Regions from separate parts of the Hordeum vulgare genome. Here region 2 is linked to region 1. A link is a contact called in public Hi-C data. All regions are on one chromosome and are shown on one strand. Each heading gives the region's core, a stretch centred on a gene start, on an enhancer-like site or on the middle of the called end of the contact. The rest is flanking DNA. Distances are from core to core; before and after follow the strand shown. Region 1 holds the start of LOC123396539 (protein MAO HUZI 4, chloroplastic-like). Region 2 has its middle 120 kb from the start of LOC123395129.

What was found. A called contact is a pair of places that touch in the nucleus more often than the background predicts.
Region 2: a contact with region 1 is called in a Hi-C map of seedling, with 2.8 times the contacts expected there. The contact joins the enhancer-like site here to the promoter of LOC123396539 in region 1. A contact is called at or near these places in 1 of 6 Hi-C or Micro-C datasets (seedling) and 1 of 1 datasets of contacts at active chromatin or transcription factors (embryo).

Annotation. Positions count from the first base shown.
Region 1 is chr5H:232,714,595-232,718,538 of MorexV3_pseudomolecules_assembly, forward strand. LOC123396539 (protein MAO HUZI 4, chloroplastic-like) reads right to left here and starts at 1,643. Exons shown (of 7, transcript XM_045091451.1): 1 at 1,636-1,643; 2 at 1,130-1,292; 3 at 970-1,063; 4 at 741-841; 5 at 517-645; 6 at 290-378; 7 at 1-196. The coding sequence starts at 1,643. The coding sequence ends at 58. It overlaps LOC123395270 (V-type proton ATPase 16 kDa proteolipid subunit-like), which reads left to right and starts at 2,106. Exons shown (of 3, transcript XM_045090234.1): 1 at 2,106-2,313; 2 at 2,559-2,844; 3 at 3,826-3,944. The coding sequence starts at 2,235.
Region 2 is chr5H:233,138,674-233,142,604 of MorexV3_pseudomolecules_assembly, forward strand. No RefSeq gene overlaps it. Among protein-coding and RNA genes, the nearest start is that of LOC123395129, 120 kb to the left of the region's middle. Within about 2 kb of position 2,573, at least 3 of the 3 cell types and tissues checked have open chromatin away from gene starts, as enhancers often do. A contact at or near this core is called in seedling, where this site is marked.

The DNA.
Region 1 (3,944 bases), core at 393-2,892:
CACGATCTGAGCCATCTAAACAAGGTGAGCCTGCCAACACGCAATCGATGGTCGTCGTTAGTGCGATCGACCTGTCGAACCCGCCAGTACCTTAGTGAGCGCGTGAGCGGCTATCCCGATGGGGCAGAAGAGCAGGCACAGGGAAACCGAATGCCTGGTCTCAATGTTGTTCTTGATGCCATTATGGTACACCTGTCTGCACCACCAGCAAGGAAAGACACAAACATGAGCATCAAGCTCCTTACAATCACATACACGTGAAAGCGAACAAAAAATTTGGCCAACTGACCTTGCAACGAAGAGGTCGACGGCAAGGAGGTGGATCCAGGCGGAGGCGACGGTCATCTCGCTCGCAAACATCCTCACAATGTCAGGCAACTACACGCGAGATGGAGGAACAAAACATGTTACACATTTTGCCACGGCACAAGAACATTCAGACACTGCACAATGCTAGTACTGGATTTTAGTATTGCTGCAAGTATTGGACATTCAGAGATCGTGAGGGGTGGTGACCTCCGAGAGCCAGTACTTGCTGGCGAACATGGCGCGGATGGTGTCGGATGTCCAGGAGAGGTGGAGCAGGTAGGCGTAGAGGATGCCGAGGGCCACGTAGGGGGCGGTGCTCTCCACTGTGCGCTTAGTCTGCGGCAGTAGCAGGAAGAAGAAGACATGAGTCCGGCCGCTGCGTATAGTGGGTGAATACTCACTGAATGTTGCGGAAGCAATGGTGGGCTTACGATGTTGGCGTTGGGGGCAGCGATCATGAGCGTGTAGAAGGGGAGCACGGCGACGGTGCCCAGGGTGAAGGCGGAGCTGGCGATCTGGGACGTCGACAACCCTGCCAAAAGCAAGAGTCTAGTCAATCCAACCATGGTGGTCGCGACCGCCCGCTCGACCGGCTACTGCTGTAATTGTCAACCCTTGGTGAAAGAAAAGTGGGGGGAGAAGTGTGGCGCGGGTGCGTACATGCGCGAGGCCGGAGTAGAGGCGCCTTGCACCGGGCGGCGCCCGGTCGAGGAGGGGCCGCGGCGAGCTCCGCCTGGAGAGGGAGCGGCGCGCCCTAGGAGCACGCGCGAAGCTGGCCGGAGGAGACGGCGGCCATGCGCGGCGCCGTCGTCCGCCTGACAGCCAGCAGCGCCCCCGACTTTCCCCCTCGCCGCGCCGCCCGTTCCCCGGCCAGAAACGCCGAGCCGAAGCCCCGCACCCAGCCGTCGCGCCGCCCATCGCCAGCTGCGTCGCGCGCCGCCGTCGATTGGATCTGGCGAGCGCGCCGTCTGCTGCCGCCACGCCTCGGAAAACGTAGGGTCTTATTCATAAAAATGAAAGTTTTCCTCACTTAAGAAAGGACTGCGGGTTGATTAACTGAAAACGAAGGGACCGTTTTGCAAAAATGCCACTACGGACGACCAGAAACCGTATTTGCTTTGTTATTAGGGAGAGATAAGGATAGGAAAGGAAAAAGATTAAAAATGAAAAAAGGAAGAACTTGGGCTCAAACCCGCGTCTATGTGATAGAATGTTCAGGCTCCAGCCACTGCGGCACCAAGGGCTTACTTCAGAATATCGCTTCTAAGGTTTCATAGATCATCATCACGATTTTTGTACAGAAACGAACAATTTTTCCTTACTTACCGTGGCATGGGCGGTAATTATTATCAATTTCGGGGGTAAATATTATGACGGAGGACAGAAACACTATTTGCTTTATTAGTAGGTATAGAAGATAACAAACGTAACAACACAATGTATATTCACAAACTAATTTACGAATCTTGACGCCGATGAATGACCCACGATTCACAAACTTCACCCTGCCTGTCATCTTCGAGAGACGACCAGTAGTAGATGAGTAGAGCACGACCCATCGGTACGCGAAAGGCTGGGACGACATCAACCACGCAAGGCTCGTTCCACGTGGCCCACGAGCAGTGAGACACCAATTCTACAATCTGCACCCAGAGGCAGACAAGGGCATCGGTGCCCCTCCTGACCGGGCAACCACGGGTCCACGGCTCCTACATCCAGAGGGGCAAAACCGTCCAGCAAAAAGCATTCCGCCCCACCCCCACCCCCGTCTTCTTCTTCCCCCTAATCTCCAACTCCAACGCCCTCCTCAGATCAGATCGTGGAAGCCCAGACCAAATCCCAAAGCGACAAAAGGAAAGCTCGAGCTCTCCCTTGGGTGGACGAGCGAGCAGACCGCCGATCGCAGCAGCAGCAGCAGGAGGAAGATGTCGTCGGTGTTCAGCGGCGATGAGACCGCCCCCTTCTTCGGCTTTCTCGGCGCCGCCGCGGCGCTCGTCTTCTCATGTACGCCCTCTCCCATCGCTCGTAAACTTGCCAGCCTTTGTGTAGCTTACATAGTAGTTGGGGGAACAAGGTTGGAGCTCTGATCCGCCCGGATCGGCCCAGCGTTGTCCCTTCTAGCGCGCCGGTCGTTCGATTCCGTAGATTCGATTTGTTTAGCAGACGAGACGTATCGCGCGCTTTGGTTCTGGGTTAGTTTAGTCCCTGCGATCGTTGACGAGAGATCTCTCTGTGTCCCTGGCTTGCAGGCATGGGGGCGGCCTACGGGACGGCCAAGAGCGGCGTCGGCGTGGCGTCCATGGGAGTCATGCGCCCGGAGCTCGTCATGAAGTCCATCGTGCCCGTTGTCATGGCTGGAGTGCTCGGTATCTACGGGCTTATCATCGCCGTCATCATCAGTACCGGGATCAACCCCAAGGCCAAGCCCTACTATCTCTTCGATGGCTATGCCCACCTCTCGTCCGGGCTCGCCTGTGGCCTTGCTGGCCTTGCTGCTGGCATGGCCATTGGCATTGTTGGTGATGCTGGAGTCAGGTAAAGCACAATTTATCATCTCTTATTGTGTTGTGCGCACTGATTTTGCTGGTATGTTGGTTAGTTGATACTACGTAGTTAATTTGCATTGTTAATGCACATGCCTCACGCCTGTGTCTACATAGTTGTATCTAGCAGGCGCATGTGTTGCATTTGAAGGGATGCATTTAGGTGGATGGTTCTGACCCAATTCCATAGACCTGATTCTGTTTGAGATTTGCATCTCCGTAGACTCCCTGTTCAAGTTTCATTTATTTGGTTGTCTCAATATACTCCAATATAGCCTTAATAACTGAAGTAAATTTCAGTTACAGCACGGATCTTTCTCTACATAAATCCACTTATGTTGTTTATGACCCAGACTAACGATTCATTTATAAGAAACCTGAGGATGAACATATGCATGATATGCTTGTTGTACCGATTATCTTTGGAAACAATCTTGAGTTATAGAAAAATCACTGACTATTTCTTCCCACACATACGTACTATAGATGATGAGCCTTTGTTATGTCAAATTACTTCTTTCACCATGAATTTTGTGTAAGTTGGTCTATTTGTGGTAGATCTGCTTTGATATATACTGCTCTTTGAACTGTATACTTTGCATTTGTTCTGGTCTTTGTAGTTTACTAGTTAGTGTGATGTCCTATATGTTTAGTTAGTATGATTCTCTCTGTTAAGTTTTGGCAATATGTATGCGTACTGCTATCTTAGATGAAACTCCCAAACTTGGAACTAGCTAAGCAGATGCTAATTCCTTGTTAAGGCTTTAGTATTTGTCTATGTTATTAGCTGGCTCTTTGCTTTCTATTGGTTTGTTGCTTCCTGGGTAAGACCTGATAATTGCTGCGCACAAGATTATGTAATTTAATTCTTTTTTCCTTCTACTGTTCATTTGGCATGACTGCCTTACATCGGAGGATCAATTGAATCTTGCCTAAATTGTACCCTGTGCTGATCAAACATCATTGTCTGCAGGGCGAATGCTCAGCAGCCCAAGCTGTTTGTTGGCATGATCCTCATCCTCATCTTTGCAGAGGCGCTCGCTCTCTACGGTCTCATTGTCGGTATCATCCTGTCATCCCGAGCTGGCCAGT
Region 2 (3,931 bases), core at 1,323-3,822, 430 kb after region 1:
GCGCGGCAGCATGTAGCTAGCGAGAGCGACCAAGCCATCTGGGGGCTCGACACCTCATCGACAAGTGACTAGTGTAGCGATGAGGTGGAGCTGTGGCAGGCTGGCTCACGCTTGCCGGGGAGGCGCCTTGCCGGTCTTGGTGAGGATGATTGTCCCTTCACCCCCGGCAGGTGCCAGGGGACCTTGACACGTCTTGGGATGTTGGTGTTGGTCTTGTCGACATTGATGGCCTTTGGCGGTCGCGTTTGCCAGAGTCTTGGTCTTCTTAATGCGCTCCTTGACTTTGTCGTAGAACGGCTTCTCTGGCCCTGGTCAGGCCTTGATGGAGTGGTAGCATTCCCCGGCAGCCCTAGGTTGTCGGACCGCTGGCTCATCGTCCGTGCACAAGTCAGGGGAAATAAACACCCCAGTTTGTGTACCCCGACACTACGAGAAGCATTTATAACAGGTAATCGCTCATCGGGAAAATTAGCATCAATAGACAATGGGTCATCAATTTTTTTTCCATCCTAGACAAGTTATCTGCTACAAGATTCTCACCTCCCTTGTAAGATCACGAGACCGACGCTCCAGATGTCTTTCAGTTATTTCGAGTGTTGTAATGTGTTTTATTTGTTCGTCGCATTCATCATCGCATCATTCGCTTTGCATCGGCACCTCGTTGCCGTTATTTTTTCAGCACTTGCATCTGTTCGTAGTCGCCGATTCTTTGTGTTCTCGTCGTTGACCGTTTCGTGACCAACCACACACGCACGCGCCCACGACATTGTTAAAATATTGTTTGTAAAAGTGTGTATAAAACATTCTCTGGATGAGTAGAAAGTTGGTGTGCGGTCTTAATTTAATATAGGTAGACTGCGTGCCAAGTTTAATCGTATTCGGAGATCGTTTGATACACCAATGGATAACTATAGTGACACTACAACAAGTCAAATCACAAACGCTTTTAGTAATTAAAAATCTATTGTCGGGCATCCCGCGTTTTCCATCTTTGTTATGCATAGCCTGTGTGCACACTACACACACCCCCTCGCGCGCTCGATAATTTCCCCGAACCCGAATCATCGAGTCATGATTGTTGGATTCGAATCAACCCCGAAATATCCCGAACCATCATCCGTTTCGCAATTGGACACGCCTAGACAATTTTTTGGACCATCCGATCTAAATCGGAGGGTCCAAATAGCCCTAAACTAACGTACCTACTATATGTATAGCAATCACCGAGTCCATTTCTAAACCAAACCCTAGGAGTTAGGGACAAGATACCTCGTTTTCCACGGTGCTGCCGCCACCCACAACCAGCTCCCTCGAGATCCATCCCCAATCAACCAGCGCTCTCCCCCTACCGCCCAAAGCTGACCAAACGGGCCGTGCTTTATGGGCCGACCAGAAATCACGCCAGCCAGGCACCACACGAGCTCGGCCCAGCACGACTTAAACGGGTCGTGCCAGGCACGCGACACGCCTCGGGCCGTGCCTGGGCCTGGAGGATGGGCACGCGGGCCGGCACGGCAAAACCCATTTACCATTTTATTATTTATTTTATATATATAGGATAAAAAAATAACCTAATAGGCCAAAATCGGCCCAAAACACAGCCCAATACGTTAAAGTGGGCCGAAAAACCAGCCTAACAGGCCAAAATCAGCCCAAATAACAACAAAAAATAAAAAAATAGCAGGCTCGCAGGCCTGGCGTGCCTACGGGCCGGCCCGTGTAGCCTCCGTGCCGTGCCTGGACCGGGAGGCTGTGCACGCGGGCTGGCATGGCATGGCTTGTTTAATAATCGGGCCCACGCGTGCCGTGTCGTGCCTTGCATGATTGTGGCGGGCTAGCCCGGGCCGTGCCGGGCCGGCCCGTTTGGCCAGGATTGCGACCGCCTACCAAAGCTGGCAAAATGGGCCGTGCTTTATGGGCCGGCCCGAAAGCACGCCAGCCAGGCACGACACGGCCCCGGCCCGACACGACTTAAACGGGCCTTGCCAGGCACGCGGCACGCCTCGGGTCGTGCCTGGGCCTGGAGGCCGGGCACGCGGGCCGGCACGGCCCGTTTACCATTTTATTATTTATTTTACACATATATTATAAAAAATAACCTAATAGGACAAAATCGACCGAAAACACAGCCCAATACATTAAAGTCGGCCTAAAAACCAGCCTAACAGGTCAAAATCAGCCCAAATAACAACAACAAAAAGAACTAGCAGCCTAACGGGCGTGGCGTGCCTACAAGCTGGCCTGTATAGCCTCCGTGCCGTGCCTGGACCGGAAGGCTGTGCACGCGCGCACGTCACGGCCTGTTTAATAATCAGACCCACGCGTGCCGTGCCGTGCCTGGCACGATTGTGGCGGGTCAGGCCGGCCCGTTTGGCCAGGACTGCGGCCTACCCCTGCCCAATCCAACCCTAGCCAGCCCTTACCTACGCTAGGGCGTGTGTGTCCCCGTAGCAGTGCTAGCCCGCAGCCACAGCCGAGCTCCCGCTCGATCCAATCGAGGGGCCGACCGGAGCATCTCCGAGCAACCGTCGTTGTCCCCGCCGCTAGCGAGTACACTCGCCTGTGCACCTACGCTAAGTTCTCCTCTGGCCCGAGCTCCTCCTCCCTCCCAGCAGCTGCAGGAGCACCCCGTGCGCGTCCCCTACAGCCGCGCCCCGCGCGCTGGCGACCTCATCTAGGCCGGCCCCTCTCTCTCCATCTCCTCCTTCCTCCCTCTCCCTCCCATCTCTCTCTCTTATTGTTGCCATGGACGCACGTACAAGACCTCCTGTCGAAAAACCAGCTCCAGCCATGGCACCCGAAGCTGCAACGCCACCATCTAGGAGCTCCAGCCTCGCCATGGCTACACCCGATCTGCTCCAAGCCCAGCATCCGTGGAGAACCTCAACTTGCGCCCGTATCTATCATTCATGCGAACCCATGGACCGCTGATTCAAGCTCCAGCCGCGTTGGCCTCCATCTCCCCTGTGTCGCGCCCTGCCTCCTGTGTTCATCAGTGCCACCTTCCGCTCGATGCCTCCGTTGCTTGCATTGACCGAATCGATGGAGCATGTGGGCTCCCATCTTTCTCAGGCCGCAGCGCTCCGTTAGGCCACTGACTGCCAGGCCCAGCGGTGCCTCACGCCCAACTCCATCGGGCCCAATGCGCCTCCAAATTCGGCTTTGTGGCCCAATGTGTGCAATCCGCCCCCCTCCTCTACCGCTATTTGTCACCCAGGGCATGATATAGTATCATGCGCCCTGAAGATTCGGCCCAGTTAATTATTATTTTTCCTATAGAATGTTTTCCCAATTAATCCTAGAAAATATAATTACAGAAAATGTCATGATTTAGAACCGCTAATAACTTATGAACCTTGTATCAGATTGAAACAATTTATGCATGAAACTTGACTAAACTTTTGTGTAGATTAAGAGGGTGCTTGGATCTAAGAGACTAAAACTAGTCTGACTAAAACTAGTCTCTTTAAGAGGCTAAAGTTCCAAGCACCCCTGACTAAAGAGAGGCTAAAACTAGTCTTGAGGCTAAAATCTTTTAGTCAGGCATACCCCTACTAAAATGTGCATTAGTCATCTCTCTCCTCATTTAACTCCTCATGCAAGTTCTGGATTAGGGGGTTTGGAGGATAATAAATGCTCATTAACTTGATTTTAGTCACTTTAGTATTTGGATCCAAGCATGGGTGGGGATAGCAAATTTTAGTCTCATTACTTTTAGTCATGGGACTAAAACGTATCCAAGCACCCTCTAACAATATCCAAATTCCATCCATGATAAAAATATTTAAATTTGTTGTCTCATTAATTTATACCATTGCGATGTTAAAATAGTTTATTTCATAACTAATAAATCATAACTCCAATTAAAATGTTGTATATATGTAACTTGCCTAGAAAAACGTGTAGAATAATATGGTGGCATTTATTTTGT